3 separate regions of the Mus musculus genome follow, and regions 2 and 3 are each linked to region 1. The links are chromatin contacts, called in public HiChIP or PLAC-seq and promoter capture Hi-C maps. All regions are on one chromosome and are shown on one strand. Each heading gives the region's core, a stretch centred on a gene start, on an enhancer-like site or on the middle of the called end of the contact. The rest is flanking DNA. Distances are from core to core; before and after follow the strand shown. Region 1 holds the start of Gja1 (gap junction protein, alpha 1). Region 2 holds the start of Mcm9 (minichromosome maintenance 9 homologous recombination repair factor). Region 3 holds the start of Asf1a (anti-silencing function 1A histone chaperone).

Region 1 (3,152 bases), core at 445-2,944:
TAAGTTAATTTTGAGATGGAAAAAGGGATCCAGTTTCACAAGCTGTCTTCTAATTTCCACTTGCATACACATATATGAATACACATAATAAATAAAGGTTAAAAAAAAACCAAAAACAAAAACAGAAACTCTAGGAGCTGGAGAGATGGCTCAGTGATTAAGAGCACTAACTGCTCTTCCAGAAGTCCTGAGTTCAATTCCCAGCAACCACATGTTGGCTCACAGCCATCTGTAATGAGATCTAAAGCCCTCTTCTGGTGTGTCTGAAGAGTTACAGTGTATTTATATACATAAAATAAATAAATCTTTTTTTAAAAAAATCTAATGTCACATTATCACATTCATTGCTGGACATAAAGCCTTGAAAGTCCGATTATAGTTTCTGCATCTGTAACATTACTTCCCTTCTTTAAGTTAAAGACAAAGGAACCTCAAAAGTAAGAGAACATGCTGGGGTCTTAAACTGTGAGGTTTTAAATGGCACTCCCTTAGTCATCCTAGTGAGAGGGTGCTTCGGCAGGAAAATGTTTCCCAGGAAGTCTTCGCCATCCTTTGTTCTGCTATTTACATTAGTGTGAGACGTTCAGCTCCATCAGGTGATGCCTATACAAAGGCCTAACTCCAGGAGCGCCGCTGAAGCCTGTTTATCGCCCTATCACAAGCCCTCGTGGGGGGCATCTGGGAACCCTCAAAGGAGCTGCCCACCCTAGGAATGAGGTCATATGACTCAGGCTTTCATAAACCCCATCAGGTATGATGAGAGAGGCATGAAGCTGTGGGCAGGCAGTCACCAGGCCCACATCTCTTCCCTGAAAGTGCTTCCGAGGGACAGGATTGGAAGAGAGAAAGAAGTTTTGAGACAGGCTGTGTCTGGCAACTCTGGTCTGCAGCGGTTAGAAGGAAGAGGAGGAGGGGGACAATTCTGGCATCTCCCTGCCGATTTAAATGTTAAATTGTAGGCATAAAAAAGACTAAGATATGGATCTTCACTTCCTTGGAGATTGGGTTGAGGTCCTATCAACGTTTCAGACAAGAGTTACATACATGATATATTATTTTTATTCATAGTATAGAACATGTATCTTCTTGTTGTTAATTAAAAGAATAAGGAAAACTACCTAAAGCAGCAGAGAAACTGAAGAGTAGACATCCCACTCCACGGGTCTGGTTGTGAAATGCCTTTCCCATGCCCACCGCCTCTTTCCTTTGTTAATTGTCCGGGTTTAAGAGGAAGAGAATTAGGTCATAAGAAAGATCACTCACACCCACCTCAAGCTTCACACACCTTGGGCAACCCAGAACAAGTCTGCACGAGTTCACCTTGTCTCCCCCCCCATTTTTATTTATTGTAATATTATTATTATTATCATTATTATTTAGGAAATGTGACCTAAAAGGGACATCTTCTCACTGCCCGTGGTCATCTCCTGAAGGAATGACCCATCCAACAGTTTTTTTTTTTAATCTGTGAGGAGTCACAGCCCCGCAGTAGCTGACGTACATCTAGAGCTATTTCTTACTTTTTTTCCCCTTCTCGTCAGCACATTGAAACTACAACTTTATCTTGACCAGGTTGCTTCTTCTGCCTGCTCAGCTCCACGCTCGCCAGCCTCCACTCCACCTCCTCCCCGCCTTTTCTTCCTCCCTCCCCTTTCTCCTAGCCCCTCCTTCCAGTTGAGTCAGTGGCTTGAAACTTTTAAAAGCTCTGTGCTCCAAGTTAAAAAACGCTTTTACGAGGTATCAGCACTTTTCTTTCATTGGGGGAAAGGCGTGAGGGAAGTACCCAACAGCAGCAGACTTTGAAACTTTAAACAGACAGGTCTGAGAGCCCGAACTCTCCTTTTCCTTTGACTTCAGCCTCCAAGGAGTTCCACCACTTTGGCGTGCCGGCTTCACTTTCATTAAGTGAAAGAGTAAGTTTTGAAAAAAAGAAAAACCCACTTTACCTAGTAGCGTCTCTTTCTGTAAGGGAAACTCTTCTATGCTTTGTAAATGCGTTGCGTCTTTGACTTAGGATACTGTAAGTAGAACGACGATCTTCAAAGTGCCTTTGTCATTTCCACGTGCTGAGTTTGATTTGGGTTTGTTTAAAAAGTTCCGCTGAGAGTGCAACAGGTAAAAGGCTCAAACTTTTTCCAACTAGAGTGAAGGAAGGACCAAGTTACTAAACTTAGTTCTTTGTTATGGAGCCTAACTTCACTTTTCTGTAGTCGCCAATGGAGAAGGTGTTGCGGGGGTGGGGGTGATGGGGGGGCACCTCAGTCAACTTTGCTTAGCCTGCTTCCTATAGTGCTGGACACTACACGCTTCTTTTTTTTCTTATGAAAATCCGGTCGCCTGTTCTACTGCCTTGAAACTGCAGACTCCTTTTGTAACAGAGTGCTTTGTTGAGACGCTGCGGCAGCAGTTGACTTCCACGTGGTTCTCTCTTAGACTTTTCAGGACTAAGCCACTAAATACGTAGACCAGGGTGCTGCGGTTAGAGTTTTTAGACCAACAGTGGGTACTTTGTGCAAGCCTGTGCGATGCTACGGGATGAACCTCTTAGCCTGCACAGCCAGCATTTTTTTTTAATACTCCACGCTGGCAACTCCGGGCGCGAGAAATCTTGAATGGGTGGTGGTGACTTACGGAGAGTTAGAGGAAGAACGGGCGTTTAGAAACAGTGTGTGCCAGGTTGCTTTTCCAAAATCAACTGCTAGAACGCGAGCTCCTAGAAGGAATGGGGAAAAGGGATTTTTAGAGCTGCGCTTTTAGAAAGAGCTGCCCCCTCTCCACCCCCAACTCCTCCTGCGTGCCCGGACTTGTAGTGACTTCAGAGCTGTTAGGACAGTTTTGAATTGGAGCCATCAGAGGGTGCAAAGCACTAAGCAAAAATGATGCTAACGTGCAGCTTGAAGGGGGTCCGTCTTAAAGCTTTTATTTTTAATTGGTAACACATTCTGTAAAGCACTTTGACCGGCCTAAATCCACACCGAAGTATCAGGGTGGGTCTGTATTGAAGGGCTTTTTTTTCTGTACCAGACCAGGCCGAGTCGTTGTGAAGTGAAAGCTTTAGGGCAGAGGATGGCACGGGCCCCTCCTGCCCAGTCTTAGCATCATCACGGGCTCCGTTCGCGCTTCCCGCAGCCTCCCAGCTTCGCGGTCCAGAC
Region 2 (3,193 bases), core at 394-2,893, 2.7 Mb before region 1:
CACATGTGCTGCACAGAACATTCAGGTGCACGTGTGCACGTGCGCGCGCACACACACACACACACACACGTGTGCGCGCGCGCACACACACACACACACACACACACACACAGAGATTGATTGATTGATTTTCAATTTAAATGAGCTGACAAGTACCAGAGAAGAAACCATGAACTGCCCTGGAGATTCCATACTAGCTCTAAGCACCTTAGCAAAGGTGTGGTTTATATTGGACTTATTTTATTTATGTAACATATATCATCCTCTATAAATACTATGACTAAAGAAGACTAGATATAGTTCAGTTAAAGTTCAGTTTGGCATCCCTGAGGTGGATCACACTGGCTACTGATTCTGCCCTCTCTGAACACCTGCTCAGCTGGGAGGTATAAAGTATAAAGTTGCATCACACTTAAGCCAAGAACACTGACAAGTACAGGAGGCTGGTATGAGATTAAGAGAGTATTTTTCAGAGAATCAGTCAAAGTAAGCCAACACTAAAATACTAAGCGACTTGGTTTTGGTTAGGTAATAGCATAATCAATCAGCCAAGAGTAAAAAAAGAGATTATTTGGGAAAGGGATCATAGTATTTCATGATGTGGATCTTAGCTGGGAAAAAAAAATCACAGCACTACCCTCAAGAGTGACCAAAGGAATATCTTTACGATTTTACAAATACAAAGTGAATGTAGAGCAGAAATCCGAAACAACAATTAACAACATACCCAACTCCAACAGCGCAGAAAGAGGGCGGGCAAAGAATTTTAAGTTCCTAACAGGGGCAGGTTAAATGTTTGCCTAGTTAAACCGGTAAATTACAGTGTTAAACAGACCGATATTTTTTAAACACAGCTTTCTTCTTCTTTTTTTTTTTTTCCAACATCCGTGCAATTAGACAAGTTTATCAACCTATAAACTCAGGCATCCCGTTACAAACTTAAGCCATTTACTGTCTAGGGGAGGGGGGACGATGGTTGTACAACTATCAAATTCTCTCTCCTCTTGCCTCTGGCATCCAAACAAATAAAATGGCTTTGCTTTATTTCATACTATCCACTGCAAGGTGGCGCCAAAAAGAGCAGTTTGGGGATAGAGCCTTGTCCCTCACCTAGGCTCGCGTAGCCCCGCCCCTCGGGAGCTGTGGCCACGCCCCGCGCGTCTCAATCCCGCGTTGCGCGCCATTCGCGGGTGCGCGCTCATTGCGCGCCTCCAGGCCGCCTGGCGAGCGAGAGCCTAGCGGAGGGATGCTTTGGAAAGCATTTGGAAATTCGCTTCTAATCCACAGGTGGTTGGCTGTGGCCTCCCAGCCCTGCGGGGAGTTTAGAAATTAAAGGATGCGGACGAGACCTGACGCTAACCACGGGAGGGAAACGATCCCCCGGGACCTCACGCTGCGGTGGTCACTTACGGGCTCAACACGCACTGTCTTGGTCGCCGGGACCGCGCTGCGGCCGTGGTCGCCCCAGCCCGACCCGCGCGGCGTTGGAGGGGGCGGGGCGTGCGCGCGGCCGCTCGAGGGGGCCGCCTTGCGCGGGGGCGCGCAGGCTTCTTCGCGCTGCTCTCGCTCGGCCTCTGAAGGACTTGAGCTTCCCGCGGACCCCGAGCCGCGCACTGCCTCAACTTTCCGGCCGCTGGGGCTTCTTCCGGGTGCGGACGCAGGCGGGCGCGCGCCAGGACGGACGCTGGAGTCTGCGAGCGGGAGGCGGGAGCAGGGAGAGAGGCGGGACTCGGGGAGCTGGAGGCGGGGTTTGGGCCGGACAAGACGTCTGAGGGGCGGGTCTCGGAGGCATGGGGCGGGGTTTGAGCGGGACACCGGCTTCGAGGGCGGGTTTAGGGTGAAGTGGATAATTCAGGCTGGCAGGAATTCCGCGGATTGGTGATGGGCGAACGCGGGGTGGAGACTAGGGCGGAGAGAAGGGGAACCCTGGTGACGTATTAGGGCGGGATGTGGGCGATCTGGGACTCGACTTTGGTTTGCACCTTCAGATATCTTAGAACACAAGTGATTTTGTTGTTTTTTTTTTGTTTTTGTTTTTTTTTTTTTTTTGGGTTGGCGATGTATTTAAGGAATCTGCCTACTTCCACGTCACAATATTTTCCATTTCGTGTAGTTCTCTGATCCATTTCGAGCTAAATTTTATAAGTGGTGTTACGGTTTTGTGAAGTCACTTCTACTTTAAATCCTCTGACTGCACATCTACCTATCAGCAATTTTTATTAAATCAAATCAGGCAGCTGAGGGCAAAATTGGATATAAAAAATTCATTATCTGGCCGGGCGTGGTGGTGCACGCCTTTAATCCCAGCACTTGGGAGGCAGAGGCAGGCAGATTTCTGAGTTCGAGGCCAGCCTGGTCTACAGAGTGAGTTCCAGGACAGCCAGGGCTACACAGAGAAACCCTGTCTCGAAAAAACAAAAACAAAAAAGAAATTCATTATCTTGACCCCAACTCAGCTTCAGCAAGAGAGTCATGTCAGCACGTGCTGCCACCGTTCATGTTCCCTGATCTCAAAATGTCCCTAGCTCAACTAATAAGTGTTTTTCTGAACTTCAAATTGTTCCTGAAGACTTTCTACATTAGAGCCTAAGGGTGTTACTTCCTAGGGCCAGGCCCTCTTTTTACATCAGTTAAGGATACAATGTCTCAAAGACATTCCTACTGGTCAATCTGATACAGGCAGTTCCTTAATTCAGACTCCCTTCTCAGCTAGGCATGGTGGCAAAGGCCTTTAATTCTGGCAGGTTGATCTCAGTGAGTTTAAGGCCAGCCTGATCTACAAAGTGAGTTCCAGGACAGCCAGATACATTTCAACAAAACAAAACAAACAAGCAAAAAAAAAAAAAATCTCTTTTCTGAGGTAATTCTTGGTTAAGGCAAGTTGACATTTGAAATTAAGCAGTACACCTGTATGATACATTGGTTCAATCTTAATGATTTTATGTCCCTATAAAAACTTCACACATTGGAGCACTATTAGTACATTGGACCACGGAAGGGGAGAAACTGGACCATAGCCACTCATAGTTTGTTCCAGGATAAACTGTTCTCTCCTTTTGAGGTAAGGGTTGCGTTTTTGACTCTACAATGAGTAGAAGTATTAAATTTTTTTTGAGACACAGTCTTGTTAGGTAGCTCACAATAGCCTCCAGTCTGCGGTCCTTCTGCTTCTTAAGATTATGGGTGTGAACCA
Region 3 (3,172 bases), core at 465-2,964, 2.8 Mb before region 1:
TTATAACACACTTCTGGTCTAACAGCAAGAAGCATGTAAAAAGCACATAAGAGCACATTGATAAGTCAGTTGGAATCTCCAGGGTGCCTGCCATAACTGCATATTACAACCTCACTGCTTCCTTTATCTTGGCTAACATCATGTAAAACTAGGGTTAATAAGAGCTACGTGTATTATTTACCAGCCATGGTCATCTTGCCTACTACCACAGTGTGACTTTTACTCTGATGCACAAAAACAATGGTGACTGAACTGATGGACACCGATTGCCCAGCGTACTGACAATAAAAGTGGCTCTCTCCCCACTTTAATCTCCTTAAACATGGAAGGCCCTGCTTCATGATAACTAAAGGTCTTCGGACAAGGACAGATCATCCACAGCAATCCAGTTGAGTCTCAACCTGTCCAAGGAAGATTAATTAAATTCTGCACACTAGCAGAAACTTCACTTGCAGATTAATACTAAGACATAATTTTCACTCCGGATTTTATTGAATAGTTTAGTAGTTTCATTTATAAGGAAAAAGAAAAGAACCCAATGGTTTATGAGTAACACCTCCACAGTAAAAAGAATCAGTTCACATTCACAAAGGTGTTAGGTTTCCGTTTCCTGTTTCCTAGTCTACCCACAGTGGCTAAGTACCATAAACAAGCAACTTTTCCTCCAGTCAGCCTTGAAATGGTCTCACAGGCGTCACAGGCATGGAAGGTCTCCTCAGAATTGGTGTGCTGCACTTTTTCACTTATGAATGTTTGTTATAAATGCCTTGAAGAGCAAATGGCATGTTATCTGTGCTTTCTCCTTTCTCATATTCCACCAAAAATACATTTGTTGTCCTTTGGCCTTCAGACACTTCCATTTTCTCGACTTTTGACTTCTTTCTCTGTGCCCCCCCAACAACAGAAGCCTCGCTGTAACTGATCACGTTTTCCCCCTTTTATTTCTTTTTTTTTGTTTTGTTTTACATCTTTTCAGTTATTAAATGGGAAGAAATCCAACATGCAGCTGAAGATCGCATATTTTTTTTCTAGCCTGCGTGTGTGTGTGTAAAATCACCCCGCCCTCATTTTGTATCTATTTCACCGCACTGTCGTGGCCAAGAACTTGAATTCCAAAATGGCTTGCTCCTTTCGAGCTGACATGGGCTATAAAAATGCAATTTATTCCCACTGCAACCAGCCCTTCTCCCTATTCTCTACCATTACGATTGCGAGAAGCACAGACAGCTAGTTGGGCCTGACAAGGGCTGCAAAGCACACCTTATCTGCTAAATCCAGCAGAGCCAGCAAAGCCGCCGGCACTGGTGGGGGAAGCGTTAAAGGCTGGAAGAAAACCCGAAAAACCCCAAGGCCCATGCTGCGCACACACACGGGGCCGCCTCGCGCCCTCCTGCTTCCACCGCCGGCCCCGCCCACCCCACGGGTCCCGCCCCCTCCGTCCCGCCGCGGCCACGCCCGACGTGTGGCGCGGCCCCGCCGGGCGGGGGCGGGGCCTGCGTCGCCCCTCCCCCGCCGCCGGCGGCCTCCGCGCGGGCCTCCCAGCCCCTATTCCACTCACTTTGTTCTGCGCCTTTGTCCTGGTCCGCACCAGCAGGTGGAGCCGCAGTGAAAGTTTCCCGTCCGTTCTGCGAGCGGGAGCCCATCTTGCTCGCCGCCGCGGCCCTCGCTGGAGGAGGAGGGTCAGAGCTCGGGGGCAGCCAATCGCGGGCAACGCTGCTAGTTATCAGGGCAGAATGGGCTGTAGTTTAGTGAAATAGGAAAGCTGCAAAACACCGTGGAGTGCCGCCGTGTAAATAAAAAGGAAAAAAAAGTTTCTCAAGTCGCAGCTGCACGACGTCGGGCCGCGCCGCGCCGGGGCGGGGGTCTGCGCTCTCGGAGCGGCCGCGCGCGGGACTCGGTGGTGCCGCCAGCCCCGGCCCCATTGTTTGTGTTTTCTTCAAAATATGGCAAAGGTTCAGGTGAACAATGTAGTGGTGCTGGATAACCCGTCGCCTTTCTACAACCCGTTCCAGTTCGAGATCACCTTCGAGTGCATCGAGGACCTGTCTGAAGGTGAGCGAGTGGCGCCGGGCTGTCAGTTGCGGCGGCGGACGTTAAAGTTTCCCGGCCCGGCCTCGCGCGGGGTGGGCCGCGGCCGGCGGCCGGCGGGAGGGCGGCCATGCGAGGGAAACTTGAAGTTGAGGGACGCCGGCCGCGCCGCAACTTGCGAGCAACTTGCCGGGCGGAGGGAGCCATGTTGTCAGCTTTGTCTGCGGCGGGCGGCGCTCGGCGGCCCCCGGCTCGCGCGGCGCTGGCGGGGGGTCGTGCGGCCTCGGCGGCCCCAGGGCCCCACGGCCCGGTGGGGAGCAAGCTGGGCCGGTGGGAAGCGGAGCCATCTTACCCGGCGGCACGACGCCTGCTCCGGACCGCCGGGGGCGAGCGGGCCCGCGCCTTCCCGCCCGAGCCCCGCCGAGGCTGTCCTCGCGCCGCTCTCCGGCTCCCTCCACCAACCAGCGCGGAAGGCGGGCGCTGGGCTCGGCCCCTCGGCGCCTGGCTCCCGGGGGGCGGCCGTGCTCTCCGCGGGCGCCCGGGATGCTGTGCGCCGCCTCTCCCCGGGGACAGAGACCTCTCGGAGAGAAATGGTGAGGGGCTGGGAAGTTCCATGGCACCCTAGAGCAGAAGCAGGGTGCTTAACCAATTCCAGGCACTTCTCTGGCGTTTAGAAAGTCTGAAAGACTTTCTCCAGAACGTGTGAAGAAGAAGCAATTAAAATAACTCCACGTCCAAGCAGATGGAGAAAATGCAAACGTTAGCTGGGAGATAGAAGGCAAAATCCTTTCTGAAGTACATTTTACGGTTTAAAAAATGCGAAATAGTGAGGTAATACAGAACTTAGAAAGCTAAAATATGGCTTCTTAACGCTTTTCTTAGATTTTATTAAAATCAATGCTTCATTTTCAACATTTGAAACAAAAAGTTTAACTTCATTGGTGTTAAATTTTAGTTAACTAGGAGGACATCTTGGGACTTGAAAGTATTTCGACAAAATGCCTTGTATTATCCTAATCATGACGAAAAGAATTTCTCTTTTAATTTAAAAGTTTATAATCTCTTCAATGTACTTCATGTAGAATGTTAACTTTAATTATAAAAACCATTGCAATAAACCTTTAAAAATTGTAAAAAGGAAGTC

The links. Promoter capture Hi-C pulls out the DNA fragments that hold promoters and counts their contacts. HiChIP or PLAC-seq counts read pairs in DNA pulled down with a chosen protein or histone mark.
Region 2: a contact with region 1 is called in a promoter capture Hi-C map of 3T3-L1-derived adipocytes, with 6 times the contacts expected there. The contact joins the promoter of Mcm9 here to the promoter of Gja1 in region 1. A contact is called at or near these places in 4 of 39 promoter capture datasets (the 3T3-L1 cell line, 3T3-L1-derived adipocytes and cranial neural crest) and 1 of 115 datasets of contacts at active chromatin or transcription factors (extraembryonic endoderm stem cells).
Region 3: an H3K27ac HiChIP or PLAC-seq map of epiblast stem cells shows a contact between it and region 1, with 5 times the contacts expected there. The contact joins the promoter of Asf1a here to the promoter of Gja1 in region 1. A contact is called at or near these places in 3 of 39 promoter capture datasets (the 3T3-L1 cell line, embryonic stem cells and hippocampal neurons), 1 of 484 Hi-C or Micro-C datasets (granulosa cells), 2 of 115 datasets of contacts at active chromatin or transcription factors (astrocytes and epiblast stem cells) and 1 of 9 other capture datasets (embryonic stem cells).

What each region holds. Positions count from the first base shown.
Region 1 is chr10:56,375,606-56,378,757 of GRCm38.p6, forward strand. Gja1 (gap junction protein, alpha 1) reads left to right here and starts at 1,695. Exons shown (of 2, transcript NM_010288.3): 1 at 1,695-1,913.
Region 2 is chr10:53,628,314-53,631,506 of GRCm38.p6, forward strand. It overlaps Mcm9 (minichromosome maintenance 9 homologous recombination repair factor), which reads right to left and starts at 1,644. Exons shown (of 13, transcript NM_027830.3): 1 at 1,411-1,644.
Region 3 is chr10:53,595,247-53,598,418 of GRCm38.p6, forward strand. It overlaps Asf1a (anti-silencing function 1A histone chaperone), which reads left to right and starts at 1,715. Exons shown (of 4, transcript NM_025541.3): 1 at 1,715-2,052. The coding sequence starts at 1,944. All of the region lies in intron 7 of Mcm9 (minichromosome maintenance 9 homologous recombination repair factor), which reads right to left.